Linked DNA regions of Drosophila melanogaster: region 1 is linked to region 2. The links are chromatin contacts, called in public Hi-C maps. All regions are on one chromosome and are shown on one strand. Each heading gives the region's core, a stretch centred on a gene start, on an enhancer-like site or on the middle of the called end of the contact. The rest is flanking DNA. Distances are from core to core; before and after follow the strand shown. Region 1 holds the start of ssp (sunspot). Region 2 holds the start of viaf (viral IAP-associated factor).

Region 1 (6,755 bases), core at 736-3,235, 130 kb before region 2:
CCCGGTAGACGTTCCAAACGGAACTGCGCTTGTTCTTCTTCACCAGCCGATATTCACCGGAGTTGATCTTCATAAGGATGTCCAGCTGCGCCTCCATGCACTTCTCCTCCTCGGGGGCGTGTATGAAAAACATATTTCGCCTCGCAATCCTTATGGTCATAGTAAAAAAAATTAAAAACACAGAGCTCCGAACCAGGTGGCATCACCGGTGAGTTGGTTGCGATGTTCGATTACAATCGATATCGACATTCTATGTAATACCATGTATCGAATTTAATTTAATAGGAAAAGAAAAAATATTAACCACACAATTAAAAAAATAAAATACATATAATGTCATCTACAACAAATATTCTAAAACCAATCAAATTAATAGTTATTTCACTACTTTTCGTTTCAAATTTCAGATATACATGGTTTATATATAAATAAATTATATAAACGGCGAAGATATTACGACTTCATTTTATTAAATCTTAAACATATCTGCTGAATTGTAATAAAACGCAATGAATCACAAATCATTTTATACTTATTCGTATTTGAAATAAAAAATTGAGTGACTGCCGAAATGAGATATTTAAACTTTCTGTTACATGATTTTTTTAAAAATTCGTTGAATGTGATGCCTTTTAAGTTTACGTTAATAACGGTGGAAATGAACTTTATTGTGCAATCACTCAAATCGCGAACAGGTATTTATGCATGTGCGCCGCCTTTGGGATTAGATAGAAGATCCATGAAGTCCTTATGAAACGACGACATCTCTCGCACGAAAAATTTCATCAGTTTGCATTTTTTCCTCTCTATGACCAGCTTTTCCTCCTCTATTTCCATAATTCTGGCAGCTCTTTGACGCTTAGCAATTTTCATGTCCTCGGTCTTGGAATTCTGTTGATCGAGCTCGTCTTCATAGTTTTCCTGGGAATGAACTGTGGACGACTCTTCGATTTCCCTGATTATGTTATCCTTCAGAATACGCAGTTCATCCACGTCTTCTTGTGCTTCATCCGCATATTCGTTCATATCGAAGCTATCCCCTTCTCCAGGGTGTACTTTTTGGGACCTTAAGTAGTTCCTATCTATCAATGGTTCGTCAAGTTGACTGCCAAATGAATTGTGTTCGCTGGTCGTATTGGGTGCACTTCCAGACTTATCCAGAGGCATATTGTCAATTATGTTACGATCGGAACTAAATATCATCTTCATGGTCTCGAAGTATTCCCACTGGGATTTGTGTCCAGTTGTCTTTTCCATGTGCGATTCTCGCCTGAAATAAATTGTAATATTAGATAAGGAATATGCTTAAATAAGTATATTCACTTATTACCGATACTGTTGGCCCATGTCATCAATTTTGTTCTTTATCTCCGTGAACGTGAAACCCAGTGACTTCATCTCGCCCGTCATTTTCCAGATAACCTGGACCCGCTTGCGTGAGTCTCGCAAATCGACGCAGTGCCTTGCCCAAAGCTCGAGCAGCAGTTCGACCGCGTGGAATGACCACTCGGACGGCTGAAAGGAGTTCCAGCTCAGGCGGCGCTCCAACGAATCCTGCAAGTGAGACATGGTAATTTGGACTACTATTGACTTCTAATGGCGTCGTTGTACGTACGTCTAGTTTAGGGGGATGGATTTCCGCGATCCCCTCCTCGCACAGTTCCTCGGTACGCAGGTAGTCCACATGGCACTTGTGGGTGCGCAGATTGGACGTGTTGAAGGATCGCATGACGCGCTTGCAGCCCGTGCAGAAGTAGAGTCCATTGATTATGGCACCATCGGTGCGCACGATTTCCCGATACACCTTCCACACGGAGCCGCGCTGCTTGCGTCGTAGTAGCCGGTACTCGCCGCGGAGCACCTTCGCCGAGATCACCTGGTTGGATTCGAATTTTGATACGTCCTGCATCGTGCGGGCCTCAATCATGTCGTCCTTACGCTCGAAAAGTATAAACAAAATGTGCCTAGAGATGGGCAGCAGCTCGATATCGATTTTTCTAGAAATGGTCGGTATTGGCTTCATATATCTATCGATAGTTCTATGATATCGATTTAAATTATATCTAAAATACAAATAAAAAAACATTTTACGAATTGAGAAACTAAATGTAACAAATACGATTTAAAACAAATTTATAATATTAAAGTAAAGTAAGTAATTAAAGTTTTGCTAAAAAAAGTAAAATATAATTTCATTGCATTTATTTTTACTTAAGAAACTAATTTGTAAGATCATAACAATGCAAAATCTAGCTTTTTACAATATATATATATATATTTAGATTAATTTGAAGTTGAAGCAATATTACATTAAATATTCACTGTTTTAGTTGTATATTTTGCTGAAAAAGTAACACCACGCTACTTCTACGTATAACACTTAATATTTACACTACTGATTGTTATGCTTAAGCAAATAAACAATATCTTTGTGAAATGCGTTTAGCTCCAGCAGTGCATCCTTCATAACCTGCAGCTTTTCTCGCTCGATCGCCAGTTTTTCCTCCTCTATTTCAAGGAGTCTGTCCGAATGGTTGTTCGATGCTTTCCGTTTTGTCTGACATTTTGAAATTGGCGATGGGGAGAGATCCTTCATGTGGTCATCATCCTCCTCCTCCTCCTCCTCCTCCTCGTCTTCTTCCGGGATTTCCGGAATACTGGGAGAGGGAGTTCGCGTTCTTTTCATGGCTTTGCTAGCAACCATATCACTTTCGAATACGTTCCCATCGTCCCCGGCCATAGGCTCGTCTTTTAATGAAGACAATTCCTCAGGCTCATAATCCTCATCGCTGAACAAAGCTTGAGCTGTAAAATTAGCGTATTTTTAAGACATAATGACATAACTAGCATTTATTGCACTACGACTTTACCTGGATTTTCGGCGGTAATATCTTCGAAGACATCAACTGATTTCGTGCCAATCAGAAGTGCTTGAAGCTTATGAAAGTGCTCCCACTTGGATGGCACTCCAGTTTCCCGAACTCTCTCAGCTTCTATTCTGTAAATACCAATATAAAAGTTAATATACTATAAAAATAAAAACTTTTGGTATGCAAAATATAAGAGCGCACCTATACTTTCGCGACAAATTGTCCATTTTGGTTTTAAGCTCCGTGTGGCTGGGCCCAAACTGACTCATCTCCCTAGCCATTTGCCGGTAGATGATCACATTCTTGGACTCTCCACGAAAATCCTTCAAATGCTGTGCCCACAGTTGCAGCAACATCTTCTCCGCATCCTTTTTCCAAACGTGTCGCTCCGTTTTCGTATAGTAGTCCTCAAACTTTTCCTCCTTGCCAACATTCTTGGGCAATGGCGAGATGCCATTGGCTCGGATCGCTGGCTCAACGACCATTTTCTGTGCAACGTTTATCTTGGCGGTTCGCTGTGGTCCCGTCGGTGATCCTTCATCGCTCAACAGGGCTTGGAGTGAGCTCTTCATGCGCGGTCCTGGCTTACGACGTTCTGGTGTTATATTCTAGAAGAGTTAGTTGGTTTAGAAGCATGGTTACTGAGTGATTAATTAGAATTTTAGTATGTTCGCTAGTGGTCCATGTTGGACTATGTAACTGAAGTGGACTTTCATACAGAAATTAGGTCAAATTTGATATCCTATCACATGTTTTAACGAATCTCGCTTTGTAGTGCCAAAACACATTATGAAAAGGTAAACAGGTCTATTGCCACCCATGTGGGATAGGTAAACAAGATATTTGGTGTGTGGCTGTACTCGGTAAAACCGGGTAAGTACCCCAACAACCCATGTGGGGCGATGGACTCACTTCCTCCGGCTGCAAATCCTCCGCCAGGAAGACGGTCTCGTAGAACTTCTCGTACTCCGATTTTGGCGGGAATGACAGCTGCGACTGAGTTTTCTTTTCGGCGGCAGCAAGACTGCGATTGCGACTGTTTAGGGCGATTCGCTTGCTCTTCGGGCCGATCAGTGAATTCCTTGTACTTCGGTGAACCTCCTTGGCGCCGGCGGCATCGTCAATATTTCTGGACGGCATTACGTTGCGGTCTTTTGTGTCCAGCGCTAGATAGCGTGAATTGTTGTGTTTTTATTTTGATAATTGGTGGAAAAATATCTTTTGTAATTCCTGTTCCTGTTGTCCTAGAGATGCAACAAGAGTCGATAGATGTGCAGTAATATCGATTGTTGCAGTTAGTGAAGTTTTTGAACACTGTTTATTGGTTTGGCTTATCGATAATTTAACATTAATACGCAGCCCTGGTTAAAATGGCGGGCAATTTAAAAGTTTTTATTAGTTAAGACTTCAAATGTTCGTAATTTGGATATTGTTAAAGTAAACGTTATCAGTAAATCAAACGCGATTTAAGTTAAATGTATCAAAGTCCTCTTGTTTGGCTTATAGCTCAATAATAAAACTAAGTGTTCCAACAAAAATATCTCTCTTCAATACATATTTTCTTGCATCAATTATTTTATTTACTTTACCAATTCAAATGAAGTGCATTTCATTTGCTTTAGCATTTATATTTGTTAGGCACTGCCTCCTAATACAATAAAGATCATTTAATTGAAATGAATTGATGTAAGGACAATTACCACAGATGTCATTCTATGTGGATTTCGCACGCACTTTTAGCTAATCAAGATGGGTCAGCAGGCATTTGCCGCAGCAAATGTATCTGCATCTGCGAACAGCATCTGCATCTGCATCTGTATCTGGAAAAAGCACAAGGCACAACGGACGACGGCAATCAGCGACAATTGCCCAAAGATTGCGACTAATGGTTATAGTTGGACCGACGCACGTCGTCGCATCAGACAGAAGGTGCCTGTGGGAGACTTGCAACCGGTTTCGAATGATTCTCTTGTCTTCCGACTCTTGCCGTTCTCACATGGAGAAAAAGTGAACAAATCCGGCCAACAATAGGGTTACAATATCAGTCTGTCCATATATTAATATGTTACATTCTTTAAAACAATACAATTCATTTGGGAAAAAATTCAGACATTGTTTCACAGATTAATACATTGAAAACTGCTCCATTTAATTTGTAATTCTCAGTGTAGTCTCCTGGCTCCTGCATTTCGGCCGGCTGCAAAAGTTTGTGGCTCGTGCTCGGTGATTGCCAGCTGCTTGTGGCCAAAACTTATGGTTTAGCATTTAACCTGTCACTTAATCGAAAAAGCTGCTCTCTGCCATCGAGAAGTCTTTTTATTTTTTAATGACTTTTGGCTCGTGCCGCAGCAGCAGCAGCTGTTAGATGGCCCAGATAAGAAGGAATATCAGGGCTATATTGAATGCACTTTAAAGGTAGAACAATTTCATTTACTTGAAGAAGTTAAATATCTTAGCCGATATAGTTATAATAAGTATCATATATGTTAAGCATCTTTATATATCGCATTAATGCAAAACTCTTAATTTTACGATCTGGAAATGTGTAAAAATTTTTTTCATAGGAAATAGGAAATCTGCAACTGGGACTGCAATTATGATGCCACGGCTCCCTCCACTCTACTCCACTCCACTCCATACCATACCATACCATACCGATCCATTCCACTCTATTCTAGTACCGATCCCGATCCCAATCCCAGTCCAATTCAGGCAGCAGCACATAAAGTCGGTGATCCAACTGTCTTGTTGATCGTAGCTTTCCTCATTGTGTCGAGCCAACTTAATTGTTTCTTGCGGTTGCTGACATTGTTTCTTTTTTGCCATCCGCTCGGCAACCCCATCGCATTTGGAGGAAAAAGCCCGACAACTGTGGCCATGACTTTGTGCAACTGGCGACATTACACAGCCACTGTTCCACACTCAAAAAAAATCCAATCAATAAACTAAAAAAACATTTCAAGCAATATAAGCTTTGAATATTTAGTAGTAAGGCAATAAGTTTGCATAAAATTGAACAATTTTTAAATGCTAGCATATAGTTTTCGTTTTAATATTAAATATATACTTTCAGTGCATGAACATTAACAACTTGCCGATGGCCCCATGGCATCATTATGAGACGGGCTCCGAAGTTGAGACTGGGCGAAACCTTATTTGTTTGGCGCATAATTTAAGTTAAGGCCCGTGCAATGTCGCATTGTTGAATGTTGTCCGTTGTCTGTTGCATGCTGCATGCTCCATGCAGCATGCCGCATGTTGCCAGTTGGTCGATGGTCGTTGTTGCTGGCCTACGCGCTTTGTTGCTAGCAATTGATGGGCAGAAAAAGACAATTAAATGAAATGAGGATTCATGCGATCATCTAAACGAACGGAAAAGGTTCTGAAATTCATTTTATTCATTTTCAATGCAAATGAATGTTAATTTTAGCATGTACATATAATCCAAGGGAATAAGAAAGATAATAAAAAAATACATAGGTAATAATATAGTTTAGGATCAAACTACTTGATACGTTAAGAGCTAAAAAACAAAACTTTATTTTTGCTTAACACATTTCTTATGGAATTATGACCCAATTGAGTTATGTTCAAGACCTTCTTTCTCATAAATGTCATAGAATACATCTTTTACTAATTTATATTTATTTTTTTGAGTGTTCTGATGCCTTAGCCCAATCCGAATCCGTTGGATATGCCTGCTGGCGCTTGATTGCATGTTGTCATGGGCTCGGCGCACTCGACGCGCATCCATTCAGTCAGAAGTGACAGACGGCACAAATCCACGTATCCCCACATATCCACATATCCCCACAGCCTTTGGGATCCCCAGCGATCGCAGTGTGTATCTCTCGAATCGCATTTATGTTGGCCATGTCCCTTTCC
Region 2 (7,252 bases), core at 1,252-3,751:
ATGTGGACCAACCACGTGGCAAAGAGTGTTCACTTCCCAATGTGTTTCAGTATCAACGGAGTCACTCGGACGTGATAAATTCTAACGAGCATCCAACAACCCAAGCAGAGTTCAATCGAAACCGCCAGCATGGTCTCTCCTCCGACCAGTTTCAACAGTGTCATGCCACGGTACATCTACAAGAGTCCGACTTACTTAAAACCGCTGCCAGCACGAGTTCAGGATTGCACGCAGAAATTCCTCAAGATATTAATGCTAATCTCAATTGCCCGGACACGAAAGAGCTGACCGAACTACAGCGAAACCGCAAGCGCAACGAGCATCATGACGGCTTCTTCAGTTTTAACTCTACCGAAGATGAGCACACCCATCGATTGCGTTCCCTATTGAACTCAAATACTGAACGTGGCAGAAATCGACTTCGGGTTATGGAGACCGAGTTCGGTCTAGGTTATAAGAACACGGATATAGAAACAAAGGCCACGCCCTGTTTGCCTCTCGAAATCGACAAGCTTCACGTCGAAATTCCCCTGGCGGTGCTAACTCCAATGTCCACCACTTCCGATGTGGATTTCGGTGATCCGTCGCCACGGGAACTACCAGAAATAGCTGACACTGCTAATAATAACAATGTTAGTGGGAGCATTGAAAGTTTGTCTCCGGAGTTGCCAAAGCCCGTTCTTGCAATTGCTAAACCAACTAGCTTATTGCCGAAACTGGATTTTGGAATGAAAGATGAAAGGGAGACGGAACAGGACAGAGATAAAGTTAGCACTTTGCCCGAGGCTTGCAATCCGTTTATGGCCCGCCGCTGCCTGCAGCTCTCCGTAATGGCGCCCCTTAACGCATACTACGGACTGCTCCGAAATGAAGTGCTGAGAATATTCCAGGAGCAGCGTATCTACGAGCATTTCCGCAAGCTCAGAAACTACTTTTTCCTGGTGGACGGTCAATTTGGAGCTACACTCACGAACGAAATTCTAGGAAGAATAAGGGCGGGCGTTGGGCCACGAAGTCTCAGCCAGAAGGGCATCCTTGACACCATTTTAACCAATGCGCTGGCGGCTTGTTCGGCGGATGAAACGACGGTATCGGAGAACCTTACCCTCAATTGTACCACCATCCCGGATACGCTCAACTTCCTGTCCGTGGAAGCCACTTCTATGCTAAAGCTGAACTGCAAGATTGATTGGCCTTTAAACATGGTGATCAGCTCGGAGACGATTTCAAAATATGGCCAGATCTTCGGGTATCTGCTGAAGCTTCGTCACGTTAGTTTCGTGCTGGATGGAACCTACGAGTATCTGCAGCAAATGGGCAAGCTTCTGGGACCGGAACTTCGGACATGTACTCATTTCCGACACATGCAGATGATGCGCCACAAGATGTCGCACTTCATGACCTCGTTTCAAACGCATCTGGTGGCCAAGGCCCTGTTGTCCACCTGGAAGAGCTTCAAGGAGGAGTTGTGCACAGCCGATTCCATTGAGGCGTTGTACAAGCAGCATGTTGCCTACTTAAAGCGGGTAGCCTTCCTAGCACTGCTAAATCGACGCAGTGCGAAAGTAAAGGAAACCATTGATAATATCCTAGTGATTATACTACGCTTTTGCAAGTGAGTTTACGTCTTAAATAGTCTGCTGATTCATTTTATTCTTTAATTTAAATGTTTTTCAGAGTCATTCAGTCGCAGTCCTTTATTGTGGATCAAGATAATTACTTTGTGCACCCCCGCTTCAAACGTCTGCAGCAGGAAGAGGCTGAGTTCGAGAAATTCTTGCAGTATCTCATCTATTTGGGCAACAAGGCGGCCGCTTCTGGTTACCAGGAGGAAATCGGTGACCTGATTTGTATTATTAACTTTAACCACTATTACAAGGTATCTGGGAACCATACTGGTTCCTCAATGGAGGACAAAAAGTGCTAGCCAATAATTGTTAGATAGGGAATTTATCTTGCCATTAAGCTGAGCTTAGAACATTTTAAAAAATATTTATGCATGCATGGCGTCTCCTAAATGTAAAGCTTCGGTGAAGAAAATCAGCTTTAAAGGCATTTATTTCTTAGTACTATTTCTTTAGTTTCGGTTAACAGTTTTGTTGTGTTGTAAGTTAATATTAATTTTCAAATAACCGGCTCAAATTAAAAGAAAATAATTTAATTAGTAACATCTAATAGTGTTTTAATTGAACTCGTATTAAATGCCGAAAAAACTGTTTTGAATATTTATCCATATCATTAATAGATTTCTGTTTAATATTTAAGAAAAACTTTTAAAAGAGACAATTGTCTCTAAAGTAGAATGTACGTATTAAATATTGTAATGAAACCAATGTCGACATGATTTCTTGAAACTGTTGATTCGAATTTATAAATAAATGTGCTTATTTATGTATGTCTTACCATATTTAATATTTAATATTTAATATTTAATTCAAACGTATGTAAGGTATCGCTTCCCTATCATCTCTAAGTGACTGTGCGCGTACGATGTATCGGTATTCGCTCCATCCCTGGTCATGAGTCACTTCGTGTAGAATAATTCAGTTTTATTTTTAGTTTATAAAAGCGCTGCACGCGATCAAGAATTTTATATTTTTAAGTAATTTATTTCATCGAACTATAATCAAAAAACATGCAGGTAAGATGGACTGTTATAAGCAAATTATATTTATTATCCGAACAATAAGGTTTTTCCATTTCGATAAATGGTAATGGTGGGTGTGTTTTGGTGCATCCAAAAATAAACCCCATATTTGGTATTGAAAATCATGAATGAAATGAAACTCACGTGGCCTTGTTGTCCATAGGACCCAAACGAAGATACCGAGTGGAATGATGTGCTCCGAGCCAAGGGAATAATTGGGCCCAAGGCGAAGGAGGCGGAGATCACAGAGGATCAGATCCAGAAGCTGATGGACGATGCCATCCAGCGGCGCACAGATCTGCCACTGAATGAAGGCCAGCGCGACAAGAAGATCGACGACATGTCGCTGGACGAACTCGACGAACTGGAGGATTCCGAGGACGAGGCTGTTCTAGAGCAGTATCGCCAGCGACGCATCGCCGAGATGAGGGCCACCGCTGAAAAGGCGCGATTTGGATCAGTGCGCGAGATCTCAGGACAGGATTATGTCAACGAGGTAACCAAGGCCGGCGAGGGCATCTGGGTGGTACTCCACCTGTATGCCAACGGCGTACCGCTGTGCGCACTGATCCACCATCACATGCAGCAGCTGGCCGTCCGCTTTCCACAGACCAAGTTCGTGCGCTCCGTTGCCACCACCTGCATACCAAACTTCCCCGAGAAGAACCTGCCCACCATCTTTATCTACCACGAGGGTGCGCTGCGCAAGCAGTACATAGGCCCACTGGAGCTGCGCGGCGACAAGTTGACCGCTGAGGAGCTGGAGTTTATGCTGGGTCAGGCGGGAGCAGTGCCCACCGAGATCACGGAGGATCCACGGCCGCAGATCAGGGACAAGATGCTTGCCGATCTCGAAGACAAAAGCTCGGACTTCTACTGAGTCATAGCCAAAGCATAGCCCTCATCCAACTTTAAGTTCAGTGGGGTGGGTAAATATTTTTAGGATGAATCATCAAGTAAAGCCCAATCCAAAACCGGCAAGCGGATCTTTTTTTGCGGATTCACTTAACTAACAAATCAAACATTTAAACGCAGTTTGAAACGTAAACATCCGCCGTTGAGAGCGAACGTTATTGATTTATATATTAACCAGTCCTCAGGAATTTCCCTTGCACGTTTTCATTTCATTGTTTTTTGGCATTTATGTACCCTCATAAATAAATTGTTTACTTTTCTACAGAAAGTCACTATTTATGATTTTGTTTGGTGCTGGTAGCCGTTGCTTTTGCCACGCTTTTTGGTTTACCCCGAAAAATGTTCGGATCAATGATATTGTACGGATGCTCGCAAGCGGGATTCAGTACTCGTCCACGTCGTGGCTCGTGCTCCTCGAGAAGATGAGGTGCTAGCAAAAGAAACAGCTGCTCTGTCCAAGAGGGCAGGCCACAGGTGGAGAAGCACAGCTCCCAGTACGGCAGTCCCAAGTGCGCGATGGCCATCCGAAGGTATTCACTAAAGGTGTCCGCCAAAAACTGCCAGCTCAGGGTGCTCAGCTCTAGCAGATAGAACTTGGGATTGTTGGAACTGGTAGATTCGTACAGCATACACACCTATCAGAGGAGTATTTTGGAATTAATCATCAGCCTTCTCTTGCGTCTGAACTACTTCGATTAAGTACACACCTTGGCCACCTCGTTTACGTTGTTGATCTCAAATATTTTCGATTTGGCCGTTATAATAGGCGTGGCATTGCCCCACTTGTCTTTTCCGGTGGCAATAGGTGCTGGAAGGGATTGAGAGCTCCCGGCTGCTCCCACAACATCCGAGTTGCTATTGGGCACAGCCGTCGAATTGCTGGAGTGGCTCGATGTGGTTTCTATGTTCTCCCGCAAAAGGGTCACTTGCAGCAAGTGCGGAAAGTGAATGTGACCCACGCGCCTAATATCGTTGGCTGGAATCAAAGCGATATATAAAGGAACCAGAAAACTACGGAGACGACCCCACTCACGAGCATATTGGTAGCTCCAGTTTAAGATAAAGCCATCAGAAGATAGGTAGAACTTCTTCATATCTTCCGGGAGGTAGACGCAGTGCCTCTGCTCCCAATTCACCAACTGGCAGGCATTCAGAGGTTGTCGTCGCTCCAACGTCACATTACATACCCTTGGCACATTGGCTGCATGTTTGAGAGGATCCACTCTTACAGGACTTCAATCTTTTGTTGGTTTCATACTCACATAGCGTCCTTATCAGACCGAGGGTCAAATTTTCATAAAATGCATCCTCTGGCGAGAGCTTCTTGTTCATCATCAAATAATTTATGCCTCAGAATAAATTCTGTTAAATTTATACGTCAGACTGTTTTCCACATGTATAGACTAGCTGTCACGGTATAAACAAAGTCACATCGAATTGGTTGTTGTGGCAACGGTGCGGATTGTTGATGCCATCGACTTCAAAGTTAGGTAAATAAGTGAGCAAAGCTTATGAAAAAAAAATCAAATTCAATTTTCAGACAACATCGAAAATAATTTATTTACATTACTTATATTTGCGATAAACCAACAACTATAAACTGTGGAGCTTTAACGACAATTACACATAAAATAACATGATTACATGAATTGGTTAAAGGAGACGAGTGGTATTGAATGGTATTTGTTATTGGTATTTGAATGAGGACAATCTGCTGCTGCCGCCTCATCTTTTGCTCTGATCCTGGGCCTCACTCTCGGCCTCCTCCTCGTGTCAGGAAACCTCCCAAACCGTGGATTCCACAGACCGTCGTGGACGGGCGGCCACCTCCACATGGGCGTCCAGTCCATCGCTCAGCCGACTGAAACGGCGTGCCCAACTCCCTCGGGTCGTCACCGTGCTTCCGGCTATCGACGCCCTGTTGCTGGTGTCCCGGAACAGGCTCATAATGTCCTGGCTGTCGCCCTGAGCACGCTTGATGCCGTGCTGGTACTTGGCCTCCTTGGCCAGCAGCTGCTCCCGCTGCATTTGGGTCTTCACCTCGGATGGAACGTCCGGAATGATGAACTGCATGATGCCAGTTATCACAAACACAACGTGCTGGAAATTCAAGATTATTTGAGTTCATTATCGTTATAGAACTGGTATTTATAAGACCCACCTCGAAAACCACCACAAAAGCCAAGCGGGCAGCAAAGACATGCCAGTAATGGGGACTCAGTCCATAGGGTTCGTAATCCTTGGGGCCATTTCTAAATGGATACAAATGAAGTGGTGCACAATTAAAAGTGGTGTTGTAGAAACATACCTATAGCCACGATATTGGCAGGTGTCGGGATCTTTTTCGCTGACCGATGCACCCCACTCCTCCTTGTAATCCGAGGTATTGAAGATGGACAGCGAGTGCTCAATGTAGCCAGCCAATGTATGGGTTTCGGAATAAACAAACTTGTACACCATTCGTGGTATAAAATCACTTGTGTATGCAATCACAAAGGCGTTCGAAACGACGGCCGTGTACGTGATGATCCGAAGGATACCGTACCAAGCTCCAATGTCTTCAACCCGCTCCGCCAAAGGACGTCTGGCCTGAGTGACCATCTTGTAGGCATCCAAACGGATCTCGGCCACGTTGTTCAGTAGAGCAAAGAGCGGTGCCAGTGGAAATGCAGCCACGAACAAAGTAACAAAGCCATATTGAAGAACTGGTGAGTTTAACAATTATATGTATATAAATATCAGATTAAAAGATAAGATCATAAGGTACTCACTCATTTCCAGATACTCATCGAACAGGGCCAGACGCCCGGGGTCCTGCATGTGATAGTCCTGCTCCCAGGCCATATGCAAATGCGACTCATCCTTGGTGGCCTGAAATGGATTATGATCAACATGAGTTTCAATGTATTTCAATCTTTGATTGCACTACCCACCTGTTTATGCTTCCGTTGACGCCACCAGTTCCAAAATTTGGGGAAAAGGTACTCCATGAAGTTGTTCCAGCACTGTTTGCCGACCATAATGATGGCCAATTGGATGCACAGTTCGGATAAGCAACCCGCCGGATCGCAGATATCATTCTTCAGCCGGAAGAACTCACTTTTGCGGGCTTGATCATCTCCAGGATAATCAAAGAACCGCCCCTTGAAGAATGCAATGTAGATGAGCGAGGAGTAGAAGTTCATGAACTCGAAGAAGAATATCTTGAAAGTATAGGAGTCCTCGTATTCCGTGTGAGTGCGTGGATTCTCCAGGTTGGTCAGCTTAATGGCCATGCGGTGGTAGATCTGGAAAGTAAATGTGGTTTATATCCAAGTCTTAATATGTATTGTACAATTCGAAAATGTAGCCCTACTCGTGTTAGTATCATAATGACCACCAAATTGATTAAGGCAGCCGTGACACTGGTGAAAAGTTTGGCATGCTCCTTAACAAAGAATCCGCCTCCTCCATAAATGACAGACACCAGGGTTATGCGATAAAGAATGGTGCCCAGCACGGCAGAGAGGACCACGGAGATCTACGAATAGTTTGAAGCTCAATAATTGTAAAATGAAATATTACTTTGAATAACTCACCATAAAAAGCACTGCACTACCGGTGATTACAAATCGTATGGACCTGTTCCAGGTGGACATATAGGGTTCCTTTTCCCGCGTGACAGGATTCATGCGAAATGTGGTGGCATTC

Evidence for each region. Hi-C and Micro-C count contacts between places; a contact is called where the count stands out from the background.
Region 1: a contact with region 2 is called in a Hi-C map of the Kc167 cell line, with 4 times the contacts expected there. The contact joins the promoter of ssp here to the promoter of viaf in region 2. A contact is called at or near these places in 22 of 107 Hi-C or Micro-C datasets (the Clone 8 cell line, the D17-c3 cell line, the Kc167 cell line and 9 more) and 3 of 6 datasets of contacts at active chromatin or transcription factors (all in the Kc167 cell line).

What each region holds. Positions count from the first base shown.
Region 1 is chr3L:12,113,487-12,120,241 of dm6, reverse strand. ssp (sunspot) reads right to left here and starts at 1,985. Exons shown (of 3, transcript NM_140289.3): 1 at 1,616-1,985; 2 at 1,331-1,554; 3 at 453-1,270. The coding sequence starts at 1,927. The coding sequence ends at 700. It overlaps vers (versatile), which reads right to left and starts at 4,141. Exons shown (of 4, transcript NM_140288.3): 1 at 3,783-4,141; 2 at 3,072-3,478; 3 at 2,871-2,998; 4 at 2,187-2,805. The coding sequence starts at 4,010. The coding sequence ends at 2,393. It overlaps CG11560, which reads right to left and starts at 223. Exons shown (of 2, transcript NM_140290.3): 1 at 1-223. The coding sequence starts at 160.
Region 2 is chr3L:11,988,428-11,995,679 of dm6, reverse strand. viaf (viral IAP-associated factor) reads left to right here and starts at 2,501. Exons shown (of 2, transcript NM_079308.2): 1 at 2,501-2,641; 2 at 2,811-3,827. The coding sequence starts at 2,636. The coding sequence ends at 3,527. CG6931 reads right to left here and starts at 4,944. Exons shown (of 4, transcript NM_140279.3): 1 at 4,825-4,944; 2 at 4,596-4,763; 3 at 4,270-4,538; 4 at 3,680-4,197. The coding sequence starts at 4,897. The coding sequence ends at 3,835. Grip163 reads left to right here. Exons shown (of 5, transcript NM_140280.3): 4 at 1-1,615; 5 at 1,678-2,406. The coding sequence ends at 1,927. It overlaps CG6938, which reads right to left. Exons shown (of 13, transcript NM_140278.3): 7 at 7,141-7,252; 8 at 6,918-7,082; 9 at 6,496-6,849; 10 at 6,334-6,433; 11 at 5,871-6,267; 12 at 5,724-5,814; 13 at 5,175-5,662. The coding sequence ends at 5,336.